Regions from separate parts of the Mus musculus genome. Here region 2 is linked to region 1. Evidence: chromatin contacts called from public Hi-C data. All regions are on one chromosome and are shown on one strand. Each heading gives the region's core, a stretch centred on a gene start, on an enhancer-like site or on the middle of the called end of the contact. The rest is flanking DNA. Distances are from core to core; before and after follow the strand shown.

Region 1 (6,803 bases), core at 1,415-3,914:
GGACTGATTCCATCTCAGTCTCATGGTATAGCTTCTGTGGCAAGCTGGATGGTAACGATGACGATGATGAAGAACGAAGGGATAGGATATGGCACTGCTTTCCTCATGTCTACTGTAAAAACAATACTATCACGGGTAAGAGCATATTCGTTCATTGCAGCACAGAATAGAGATCCCCCATTGTGCTGCTGAAGACATTGGAATCCAGGGACACTGACCCGTGTACTGCCCTGGTAGCAGAACCAGAATACAAAGTCAGACCTCAAAACAAAACAAAGGGCTATGTGCTCTCTTCTATACACCAGGCCCAGGTTGGTTTTTCAATGAGCACGAACCACGTTCCAGTTCCAGGCTTGGCGAGAGTGGGGAGAGTGCCGGTAGACTTTGAACTGCAGCATGAGAAAACCCTCTCTCCACCTTCTGCCTTACATGCAATAGCATTCCAAAGGGCAGTTCATTTTACAGAGCCACAGAGCTGGCAAAAGAAACCTTTCGGCCAAACTGCCAGGTGACCTAGAACAATTCACAGCTGACCATTGCCTCTCCATACAGCAATTAACTTCCTTTTCCTTTGCAAGGGCCACCCATGATGCCTGGCCCTGCCCCCTGCTTTCCTTGGAGCTGTGTGGGGCAGCACCTGTGTGTGTGTGATTGGGACTGATTCTCACACAGGTGGCCTTTTATTTTTTTCATCTGTGCCATAGAGTGCAAACAACTAACCTTGTTCTTTGTTGGCTAACTGGGGGAGATATTTCTTGATGGGTATTTCTTACTGCTACAAAAACCAGGGCTGGGGAGTTGAACCCTGCCAGGATAGATCTGCATCCCTTTGCCTCTCCTTTGAGACTTTGAGGGATTAAGGGTTAACAATATCAGTAGTTCTTGTTACTGTGACTCTTCATATTTCTGTGTTTGGAGTCAGTGCTGATGACTACATCAGTTGTGTTACTTAAAGGAGATCTTTAAGTCAAAATGAGAACGTGGTGCAGCCTCATTTTAAGTTTGCTTAATGTTTCCAACCATATTTTAGAAATAAGTCAAAATACTTTCTCCTTAAGTGCATTTTTCTTTTGGTTTTAAACCTATGTGTATTTTAAAGGTCATTCAGTCTGCACATTTCCAACTCCTCGGGTCTTGAGCCATCACTGCGTTATTTTATATAAGAGGCACTTAATGTCTCAGGAAGACGATTTTTTTTCCCTCAAGACCGTAAGTTTCATTTTGTCAAGAGTGAACAAGCTTGTAATGGGCCCCGATCACAGCCTGTTCAAGTCCAAAAGCTGGAATTTCAGAGGGGTTGGAAGTTGGCGCAGCACGTTTCCCATCCGTAGCTCAATCCTCTCTGTTCCCTCCCAGCTTAGGCAGAAACACATGGAAAGGATATCCAGCAGAGCCCTTCTCGGTGACATCTGCATCTGGAGGGGTGTCCTGGCATTCGGCAACACAGCTCTCTGTCCCCCAGGGAAAGGGAAGGCTGAAAACCCCAAATAATAAGAATAATCTATTGCAGATTTCAGGTTACCAAAAACTTAGAGAAAAGAATCACAGCCAAACACTTAGCATTGTTGCATGTCAAAGGAAGGCTACTGTAATTTCCCCCCTTGGGCATGTATTTTTCATATTATTATGCATAATTATGCATATAAATTTCAATATATTTCCATATTATATTCAAAACTCTCCAATTGTGAATACGTAGAATAAAACAATTGATGGCAATTATTGCATTTGGAGTTAAGTCCTAGTCACTGGAAGCACTGGGCCAGCAGTGGGCGCCTCAAGCAGCCGAAAAGGCTCCCTTGAACATTCTTCTGGATTTAAGAACAATTTTTCTAATAAAGTCAATCTGGGATTAAAGAGGCAAAAGGAGGTGCTGACAAAGAAACCAGAAATGATGGTTAAGAAGTTTGGATTCCAGCTTTGCTCCAAGTCTTCCTTTGTTGCCTCGGGCAAGTGACTTCACAACTGAGTCTTTCTCGTCCCCCAAACTGGGGACAGTTACACTTTGTTCTTTCCGGGGTTTTTTTCTTTTTTCAGATTTAATATTTCATGTTTCTGAGACAGCAATCTGAAACGTGCCCAAAAGAATAAGGTTTTCTGATGTTTTCAAAAATCAAAGAAAGAAAAAGAGTGGGAGAGAGGGAGAGAGGAGAAGTTGGAGAGAGAGGGGAGAGAGAGAGAGAGAGAGAGAGAGAGAGATTGGAAAATTTACTACATTTGAATCTTTTGGGGGAAAGGAATAGAGTATTTGGTGTAACACTTTGCTTAGGAGGTCTGAAAGAGTGATAGGAAAGCAGAAAGCAGTTTAGCTTATGACAGGCCTGCTGACCCAGGTCTCTATAGGACCCCGAGGGGTTTCAAAATAGCCCGAAAGCAACACATATCCGGACCACAGCAAGCGACAAAATGACAGGAGTCTTTCTGAGCTTTTTCTTAGGGTTTGAATTCTCCTTTAGAAATGTATGTTATGAATTATGATTACTGCGCTACAGCCAAGTATTCACCGGGCTCCAGCTAGATCTTTGTTTAGCGAGCATAAGCTCCCTGCCAGCTGCAAACTGCAGCTGTCTGTCAGCATTTGTAAGGACAAACTACGCTGCTATCCCTGATCACTTAGCTGTAGACTACACACTGTGTCCTCAGATACGCTCGGCGCACCCTTCGCATGCGTTTTCAATACACTTCCTGTGGGGGTAGGCAACAGTGCTTTGCACGCACATTTTGGAGCAAATAGCTTGACGCTTATGTCAAAATAATTCTTCAAATAATAGAGGGTTTTGTCCCCCCAAACACTTCTTTCTGAGAGGCTGTGTCTGGCGTGACATTTTCCCATCCCTGATATCACCAAGCAGACAAGGGAGGTTGCCACGCTTACACTCACTGCACAGGCCTGCCGAGCCAGCCAAGAGTGCAAGCCCAGGCCAGGCGCCGGTCTCAGCGCTCGGGAATGTGGGGGTGAGAAGGCCACCTGGAAGGGTGAAGGAGGCAGGGCAGAGTGGCCATTGCCCTGCAACATGGTCTGGAGCTGCAGGCAAGACATAAAGAATTCTTATCTCAGCCCAAATCCCATCCAGAATGTGCAAACTGGACCGAAAACTCTGTGGCTTTCCAAGAAGGGGCTTTGAAAGATGATTTTAGACTAGAATTTGTCGGCCTTCTAGGGGTGTGTGTGTTTTCTGTAATCTCTAGGCACATTTGGCTAGGGGGAAGCTGGCGGCAGCCGACCAGATTAATTAAAGTGTTTGCAGGGTTAGTGAAAGTCTACGGTGTTTTCATCATCAGAGTTAAGTCATACGGGGACAGCAATTTGGAGAACACTCCGAGAATTATCCTAGAAACTTAGGAACGGCCAGCTTGGCTTTCCCCAGTCATTGCTTACCTGGTAAACCTAATACTGAAAGGTCTTTGGGTTAGAGTCACTCCTTTTATACTCGCTGCCATCAGAGCCTGGTTGAGGATAGGTCATTTGGGGATATTTTAATGATTCTATTTTCTAGTAAAGAAAAAAAAAAAAAAGGTGGAATTGTTCCCGTTCACAGGGGTATTATGAGAACTGCGTTTTGCTACAGAACAGTATTGTTTCCACAAGGAATGTTCTTTCCTGAGAGAAGAGGCACAATGCAAATTCAAGTTCACAGCAAAACTGTACAATATGTAGCACATGCCCAAAGTTGGCCTAATTCACTCAGCGAAGAAGAAAATATCCTAAAGTTTGGAAAGATAGACACCTCTCGCTCTCCCTCTCCCTCTCCCTCTCCCTCTCCCTCTCCCTCTCCCTCTCCCTCTCCCTCTCCCTCTCCCTCTCCCTCTCCCTCTCCCTCTCCCTCTCCCTCTCCCTCTCCCTCTCCCTCTCCCTCTCCCTCTCCCTCTCCCTCTCCCTCTCCCTCTCCCTCTCCCTCTCCCCCTCCCCCTCCCTCTCCCCCCTCCCCCTTCCCCTCCCTCTCCCCCCTCCCCCTTCCCCTCCCTCTCCCCCCTCCCCCTTCCCCTCCCCCTCTCCCTCTCCCTCTCCCTCTCCCTCTCCCCCCTCCCCGTGTATGTGTGTGTGTGTGTGTGTGTATGCCCATGTGCGCATGCACATTCTCGCACTTGAGTGTTTAGGGTTATGTGTGTTTATCAGCAGGGGAGCAGAGACCTCCGAACATAAACACGTTCTTTCCCACAAGTTTAACATATACACAATGCTTGGAATAGTTTCTTTCAGTAGGAGAAACCATGAGAGCCACAGGGCAGTAAATAACAGCAAAGCACTCTTAGTCTGATTGTTCCCTGTTCACGAGGATTGTCAAATGAAAACAAGGACGGCAAGGAATCAATATTTCCAAAGCGAACGGCAACTTGCAATGCATGGGTATTTGGATTGCTAAGTCCCTTCCCTTCTCTGTGCTGTGTCTGCTGCCTCGCCTGTCGGGAAACCCTTTTGCTGGATGCGCTCCACACGATGAGCTTGGGTGTTATAATAAACAGAGAGGAAGGCTGCAATAATGTATTTGGGTTAGAAAGAAGCACTTGAAAGAAATTGGTTTTGCTATACACATGATGTGAGCCAATCAATAGTGGTTTAGTCTGACAAGCACTGTCAATATCCACTGTCACAGTTCAGAAAGTCTTTAACAGATAGCGCTTCAAAACCCAATCGTTTTAACACATGCTCGAAGTCTTGAAATATACAGTCTACCTGGCAGATATTAATCACAGGTAACTCTGGGAGTTACATACAAGATTTTTCTTTAAATGGGTGGTAAAGAACAGTTCCTTTTAAATGTATACAAACAAATATGTATGTACATAAAAATACATGTGCATACACATAAATAAATGTGTACATAAATATGCAGCAGCCAAGAGTAAGCTCTAATGATATTAGATAGCGAATGCTCAGGAAAGGCTGAGAATGTTCGGTGCTTGACTGCAGGATGAGAAGGGGGAGTTTTACACCTGTTGTCCTTAGTTAGTGATTATGGGCACAGTGCTGACTGCTTAGGGCACATACCCACACCTTAAGAGTAACAATTGTTAGCATAGATGGAATGCTTAGCATACCCTTCTCCTTCTGATTTTTACTTTGAACATAGCCAGGCATTTCCCTTATACAGCAGTCTATTATGGATATTGTTAACCTCATTTAACAAAGAAATAGAGACACAAAAGAACTCTTGCATGGTTTAAATAACATCCCATGTTAATGTGACCTGTTGAGCTGTAACAGTATTCAAAAGAGAGACAGAAAGGGTCACACTTGGTGGTTGTTGTTGTTTTAAGAAAGAATGTCAATAGTTGGGAAGAAACTGTTATAGTTCTTATGTTCTTTCCCATTATTTGCTTTCCATAACTCAAATACTCCTTCTGCAAAGCATTCATGACTTAAGTCAGTCACATCACTGTGACTGGGCATAGAGAACATGAGGTGTCCTGTCAAGAGTTAGAGAAGAGTAGAGAGGTTGTAGAGGGGGTTGTGTTCCCCAACATTATTGGTTGGGTGTGTAAATATGTCAGTCTTGGAAAAACCATGAGTAACATGTAGAACAGAGCTGGGAAATCAGGTTAGATTGCTGGCTACTGTTGCTTTAAAGGAGTCCCAGTCTATCTACATCTCCTCTTTAGTATTCGGTATTGTCTTGCTCCATACAGCCGCTGGGAGAATAGTAAGTGATTGGGCAGTGAGTGTGGAGCCTTTCTGCAACATGCTGCTTCCAGTATCCGAGTGATTACACCACCACGTGCCTAGATCAGCCATCCAACAGTTCCTTTGCTCTCCTACGAGTCAGCCATCTCACCTAAGGCCATCCACTTCCCTCTAAGGACTGCAGCAATAAACACCACCCTGCTCTGGGATCTGTAACCATTCCTATGGAACATTGAAAACATTATATTGAAAGTACTGAATTAAGGCAAAAAAAGAAATACTAACATGTTTATGTCATTAGACATCGAGTAACATTCTAGAAAATGAAAAGATAGGGCACTGATTCATGACTCAAGCATTCCTGTATTCTGGCAGTGTTCCTCACGTGTTATGTGATGTAACTCTCAGAACGTCAGATTCTTAAATGAAGAATGGACAATTAACAGAAGACAACCTAACACGCTAGAAGGTTATAATGATTAAATATGACACAACTTGCTTAGAAAGTTCCTTGAAATATAACAAGTACTCCAAAAACATTGGTCATTATTAGTAATAAATACATTAGGATAATAAGAATGGCTAACCAAATTTGAAATTAAGATAGTTAAAAGTGCTTCAATGGCTAGAGAAAGTAACCAAGGAGCTAAAGGGATCTGCAACCCTATAGGTGGAACAACAATATGAACTACCCAGTACCCCCAGAGCTCATGTCTCTAGCTGCATATATATCAGAAGAAGGCCTAGTAGTCATCAGTGGAAAGAGAGGCCCATTGGCCGTGCAAACTTTATCTGCCTCAGTACAGGGGAACGCCAGGGCCAAGAAGTGGAAGTGGGTGGTGGGGGAACAGGAGGGGGACTTTTAGGATAGCATTGGAAATGTAAATGAAATAACTACCTAATAAAAAAATAACAGTAAAAAAAGTGCTTCAATGCTCTACCTACATCCATATCCATATCTATATCTCCACATATATATATGTATGTATATATGAAAAACAATTCTTATACCTATATTTGCATCTAAATATACATGTATGTATCATAAATATACATTATTATCTACCACATGTTATACATTTTTCTTTTATTCTCTTTTGGATATACCTTGTATATTTGTTAGTGTGTGGTACTAGAGATACAAAATCATGTCTTTTTTTTTATTACGTATTTTCCTCAA
Region 2 (6,803 bases), core at 1,621-4,120, 240 kb after region 1:
TACTGCAAACTGCTGTAAACTAGGAAAAGTCAATTTTAAATACACATATATCCTCACATATGCTTTAGCCTTATAGCTACAAAGGGCTACCACTTGTCAATTATATATACGATAAAGGATGTTATACATAAATCATTTAGAATATCAACTATCTAAAGCTAGAGTGATAGGTGCCTATACCAGAAGAATGCAATATTCTCAATGAATCTGTGTTATGGAGCATCTATTTTGTGGTTCATCACCAGGTAAAGAGAGCTGAGAAGATACAGAAGCAACAAATTGGAAACCAAGGGATACACTTTTGCCTAGCTACCAATCTAACGGTGTAAAGGTTTAAGAAAAGCGACACGATAATTACTGCTAAGTAGAACTTGCTGTTGATGACTCAACTAGCGAAAGCCCAGCTGTGGCTAAGAGCACTGTGTGCTATGGAGGAGGACACAGAAGCAGCACTTCCGGTGCTAAGAGTGACTGGGGATGAGGATGGAGCTCAGGAAAGTTGGAATCTGGTGCCTCTTGCCGGGAAGAAGCAATACAGGTTACTGAGCAGTTAAAGAAGATAAGCTATGGAGGTAGAGAAATGGCTCAGTGGCTAAGAGCATTTGCTGCTCTTGCAAAGGCCCAAGTTCAATTCCCAAAACCTGCGTAGCAGCTCACAGACAGATGAAACTCTGATTCCAGGGGAATCTGACACCTTCTTCTGACTTCTCTGGGAAGCAGGCATGCACATGGCACACATACATGCATACTACATACGAGAAGGCAAAACCCTTCTTGTATGTATATGTAAAATAAATAAATCTTATAAAATTAAATAAATAAGTCCAATTTATTATTTAATTATCTCAAATGATCCAAAGCTACTGTAAAAAGAATGTAGGAACAGGAGCTCCAAAGAGTCTGGAGCAAAGCTGGAAACCCATCTGTTACCTAGGTTAGCCTTTGTTTCCGGTATTGGCTCTGAAAATAAGAAGAAAATGAGGTAATCTCCTAAGGATGCTCTGAAATACACTTCTTCTCTGATCTTTTGAGAACTAACTGAAGGGTCTGAAACAATGCCAAAGTGCCCAACCTGGACACTGCAGACTGGTGAAGCCAATAATAAAACTGAAGCCTCTAGAAATTGCTATTGATCACAAACTATTGCCCATGGGCAGTTCTAGAAATTTTCCATTTGATGAGGAAGTCGCCTCACCATACTGATATATATATCAGTAATGTAAATTATTCAAAGCACAAAGGTGAATGCCTTCCTCAAGAAACTTCAGAATCAGCCAAGAAGGAAAGAATTCAATGATTCAACCTAGAATCAAGCACAACAAGATCCACTAAGTAGCAAACAGGCAGATTAGAAAGTAACCAGCAAAATCAGGGTTAGCAGCATTACCCAGACTTAAGGAGTATCATCCAATAGCATTATTCAATAAATAACTCTAGCCCAAAAGGATCCAAACAAATTTCAATTAGCTGCCATTTCACCAGTCAGAAACTTCTAATAGTCATCCATTTATCTAATAACCACACTCTCGCCACAGAGATAACTCTAGTACTTAATGACAGCTTGAAGATGCAAAAGTTCCTTGTGAATTATCAAAGGATGCTAATTCTGTGTCCTTGTAATTTTAGTATTAATTGTGCTATTTGATTACTGCTAATCCGCATATGATGATAAGTGTTTTTAACCAGAACATTTGCTTAATCAGAACTTTCTATGCTCCATCTAAGTGAAGGAAAGTTACTGGAAATGAGCGAATATGTTATGCTAAGCCATTTTCTTAGGCTGTCCCTTACAAACCCGCTTAAAAGCCTCTCTTGCAACATACCTAGCCAAGAATAGAAGATGTACCTCCTCTCCAACACCCACTTTGTGTCTTTTTTAATTGACATTTTGGAATTCACCTGAAAACATCAACAATTTGCCAAGACAAAGCTTGGCCTTGGAGAAGACACCATATTCAACAACAATCTGGAGAAAACAACATATTTCATTTATTTAATTGGATTTTAACTGTTATTTTCCTAATTGTTACACTTTGAGCATCATGACTTGGTTCTAGCAAAACTAGACCTCGAGCACTGAAGGGTTAAAGGCAGAACATTCTCTCTGTGTGCCTTGTGCTCTTGGCAACTCATCTCAACCCCTCCCTCCCTATGGTACCACGAAATGAGTAATGCTCTAGACATGGGTTTGCAATGCTAATATCTGAACAGTAAAAGATACCTTAAGACCTTCATCAGGATTTTTTAAGGCTTCATTTAATGTCGGTGTCAAGGTTCTGTGAAGAATAATTAATAGGACCCAAACAAGGTCTATGTGGCCATCGATTGCCAGGGAATTTATGCAGGTAACTCATTAATGCCACAGGGAGCTCTGCATGTAAATCCCAAAGCCTTGATAGGGAAATGGGACCCGGTGATTTTCCCCCCTATAAAAAACACAAACAATGACAAGTACAGAAGCATATAACCTGAATATCTATACAAACAACTCTATAGCCTGTGAAAGTTTCCCATTTACACCCTGTCACCCCTTCTTTCCACATGTATAAAAGATGGGGCAATTATTTCAGCAAACCTACCCATATAAATCAAGGCAGTTTTGCTGTGGGAAGACTGGGCGTTTGAGGCATTTAATATTTCAGCATCTCCAGATTATCACCAGGATCCATTTCGCTCTGTGGTCAAGTGCATGATTAGCCCTGTGACAGGATATTGGCCATTTTCTATGAAGATCTGAAAACGCTGGTAAACAAACACCCGTTGGAAAAGTAAGACCAAGTCTGTGGACTGGAAAGCACCCTACTTGTAATGGGAACAAAAAGCTGGCAATCAAATCTAAAGAAAAAGCTAAATCACAGCAGAATGACCTACTTTACGGCATTTGCCAAAGAAGCGGTGTTTTCAGACAGCTCCTCTGAAGCCGCGTCTCTCTGTCTATGCCATCTGCAGATTTATTGCTTTGCCTGAAAAAAACAACCAAGGGTGGGGGGAGCCTCTATTTGAATGATACAGGAAAGATTCCAGTATTGTGGGCACCACACCCACACCTACTGATGTGGTCCAAGGTTTTGCTTTGGAGGCACCTAATTAAGAAACCCTGACTCATTTACATGGAGACGTTTGATCTAAATTACACCCCAAACCGCACCAAATTGGGAGCATCTGGGAATGTGAAATGTTTGTTCCCTGTGACGGCTAGAACAGGGCCAGCTCTGGACGGCACATGTTCAAGTGACGAAAAATATTTCACATGTAACGTACTTCTGAGACCCACTTTTCCACTAATAATTCATAGCCAGCCTAACCAGTATCTGTACTTCCACAATTATTTCAGGCTGTGAAAAATTATGTCACTATTTTTCTTCCTACAGCTAGAAAGAGGTAGAAGACCACCCACTTAGCTTGTTGTCATTGATAAAAAGACCTTAAACTCAGCCAATAGCAAAAAGGCAAAGCTGCATAGGGTAGAAGCTGGTCATTATAAATATCCAAGTTGCCTCTAAAAGTGTAGAACGGTGATCTTAAGGGCTAAGTACCAAGTCTCGGCCCTCTCACCACTGAACTCCTCCAGCCATCCCACTTGGTTCAGCAAAGCTCTGATTCCCAATTCTATGGAGGCTTCACTGTGCCTGAAGAGGCTACTCATGCAGGTGAGGTTGTTTGCAGGACAGAGGTCTGCCACTGGATGACATCCGGACGCAGGCCAGCTCATTCCCACCAGGTAAAATGTCTAAGAAACTCGAGAGAAAACATTTCTGCCTTGAACGCTCCGAACAGTACCCGGCACATAATTCACATAAAAGAGTGTTGTATTTCAAGTACAATAAACAGAGTTTTATAGATGCAGTCAACCCAGTACTTCGGCACCTGATGGCCATTTTACCTTATTAGGCTATATATCACCAAGATTTCAGCAGGAGTCCAAGGAACAAGAGAAAACTTTAAAAAAAATAATACTGGAGTCTTTTGTCTAAGGATGATATTAATGCATTTATCTGATGCACCGTGTTTTGCAGTAGCCGGAATGAGATTTGAATATATTAATATTTTCATCAGCAGAGCCCAGGGAGCCCAGTTAATAACTTATGCATGGATACATAGATAAACTTCAGACAGACATAAGATTTTCAACTCTCATGTTGGTAATACGTGGCGAGATCGAATGAAAGGGACTGTTCTCCCTGCGTCTTTGTTGTGGGCATGCCTTGTGACAGTATGGAGCCAGACCTCTTCTGCTTGTCTACACAGCCTGGATTCAATAAACTGTTATGTATGCATATTATGACAATGTGGTCAAGGAAACCAGATTTTTTTACTCTACCTTCACGTGCCTATGTAGTCTGAATCTGGTGCTTATTTTTCTTGTCTCCATTCAATATGTTAACGTATTCATAATTTGATACAGGTTATATTCACTTTATAATTAACGTTATGAGCATAGTTGAGAAAGCACTCAGATCACACAGAATGAAAAGAATTTATTGTGTTCTACAGTAGAGTCTTGGGTTCAGTGTTGAGTTTAAGATCCAAATAGACGGTATCCCACAGGCCTGCCATGCCAGACACCACAGGCAGTAGAGCTTACAACAGACTTTCTTCTGTGGCCACTCTCCATGGCTTACAGAGAATATTTCTGTAGCTTCCTGGTGATCTCACTGTCTGTCTTTTGTGCCTGTGTGTCCCTATCATCTCACTGTGTGCTCAGGTAAAGACATGGTCTGATAGATTGAGCCATACTTAGCAGCCCCAATTTATCATTTTACTGCCCTAACCCACTTACAGCTGTAGTCTGAGACACAGGAAGTTAGAGGGCTTTGTCAAGTACACATAGGGGACCTGTGTGTGCATAGGGGATGTGCTTCTCCAGGTTCGTGATGTGCTCTGTGCCAAATGTGTGCTTATTTGAGCCCAGAACTAAATTCCTGTTTCTAAATCTGCAGTGTTATTAAATTGTTCAGTTATACTCCATCAGTAAGAAATGGTGATGTCGTCCAAGGTTTAGGGGAATAAGCATCAGTATAACCCTTCTCACACCTTCTAGCCTGGAAGGAAGGAAGTTCTCCACGTACAGTAAAACATTACCACAGGCCTGCCTGAGCCCCACCCGCCTTCAGGGAACAGGGCTCCAGGCCTAAGTGCCTCCTTCTCCATTACTGCACCTCCATTAGGAGCATGTAATGTAAGAGCTATCACTTTCATAATAAGGCACGGCACTTACATCCCACCTTTCAACTCAAGAGTTTCCAAATGCTTTAAAAAATCATTAATTTTTTTATTATTTATTTGTGGACTCCCAGCACTGGGAAGTACAGCCAAAGCCACAGAACTATGATCTTAGTTACACAGACTTTAACTTACTCTCAAGTTTCCCCCTTGATTTACCAGTAAAAACCTAACATGGATACATGTATGTGCGTGAGAGTGGAGGAAGGGGGGAATGGACTCTTACACCCAAGATGACCTGCTGCTTACATGCCTAAGAAAACTTTAGAAATGGGGACATTTGTTAGTGTTGCTCTGCTAACCTTCAGCCTATACAAGAAGACAGCAGGAAAACAAGCAGAGGTTTTAGGTGCTAGAGTTCAGAAAATGGAAATGAATTACCCTAACCAAGGTCATTCATTCCCAAGCATGCTTTTAGGAAAATTATTAAGCAATACAAGAAGCAGAAATCAACCACACCCTGCTTGCTGTTCCTTGGCTGTTATTTCCTGGGTCAGCTCCGCTTGACTTTGAATCGAACAGTCTTTCATCAAGTGGAAAGGGCTTAGAGAAACTTTCACTGACTGGCCACATTTGCCTTCGCTGACTCTCTTCACACTCTCGCTAACCCACCCAACTCTATTTCCCAAGTCTTTCCTCATTGGCTATTGTGCTCACGTTGCTTGAAATAACTCGCTTTCCATGACTTTTATTGTCTAAATACACATTGTATATCCCTTTAATGCTTAACTATGGTCCAACACCAGTGACACAGTAGATTATCGATAAATATTGATGAGCTGAATGAATAATAAAATTTCAGAAGACTCCACAAGGCATTCTCGAAGTGAATGTGGCATGTCTTGTCCTCCCCCCTCCCACCATAAAGTTTGAAACTAAGACAGCTATTGCAGATGTTAATTAAAAATCCAATGAAATAATGAATTAGAAATGGCTTTAAATCAAAATGGCCACACTATCTTGACAAGCCATGGAAGATTTCCATGGAAAACGTTGAAGTTTAGGAACTTTTGTGACAATGAGAAGGACCAAAAGTGGGTACATGTTTTGATTGTGGTTGTACCCAAAAGGAAACAAGCAGTTAACACTTGAGCTCCAGAAGAACAGACTAAGCAAATGAGTGGAGAAGGCGGCCCAGAGATAATGTGGGGTGTCCAAAGAAGGCAAAGGCTACCAGATACAGAGAGCTCCCTTAAGATGAGAAAATCATATTGTGGGCAATGTGATCAAAACTGTACTAAAAGTTTAGAACAGCATTATCATAGTATAGCCAAGGTGAGGAGCCTGTTTCGTCTTCCCCTGTTTGGCTCATGCCACTGCTTCTGTAGTTCTTTGCTGTCCCTAGAGCTCTGGGTTTTAAAGAGCTTGGGATCTATCAATAGCTGCATGCTTTTCACAGTGTACATGGGAAGAATTCTGAAAGGACAATCCACTGTGCTTAGAAATAGATATGTGCTAGTTCCTTGTCTTCAGTATTTCAAAATGGCTGTGCCGATTTATCCGAGAAGATAACTCGGCAAAGCAGATCAAGGAGTGTCTTCTGAAAATGAGTAATCAAGCCACTAGAGAGCCGCTGGTGT

What was found. Hi-C and Micro-C count contacts between places; a contact is called where the count stands out from the background.
Region 2: a Hi-C map of cerebral cortex shows a contact between it and region 1, with 2.0 times the contacts expected there. The contact joins two enhancer-like sites. A contact is called at or near these places in 2 of 484 Hi-C or Micro-C datasets (adipose-derived mesenchymal stem cells and cerebral cortex) and 1 of 9 other capture datasets (embryonic stem cells).

What each region holds. Positions count from the first base shown.
Region 1 is chr2:44,102,142-44,108,944 of GRCm38.p6, forward strand. All of the region lies in intron 8 of Arhgap15 (Rho GTPase activating protein 15), which reads left to right. Among named protein-coding and RNA genes, the nearest start is that of Arhgap15os, 40 kb to the left of the region's middle. Within about 2 kb of position 2,665, at least 94 of the 459 cell types and tissues checked have an H3K27ac peak or open chromatin away from gene starts, as enhancers often do. A contact at or near this core is called in cerebral cortex, where this site is marked.
Region 2 is chr2:44,338,256-44,345,058 of GRCm38.p6, forward strand. The region is part of intron 13 of Arhgap15 (Rho GTPase activating protein 15); the gene reads left to right. Among named protein-coding and RNA genes, the nearest start is that of Gm52508, 13 kb to the left of the region's middle. Within about 2 kb of position 2,871, at least 29 of the 459 cell types and tissues checked have an H3K27ac peak or open chromatin away from gene starts, as enhancers often do. A contact at or near this core is called in cerebral cortex, where this site is marked.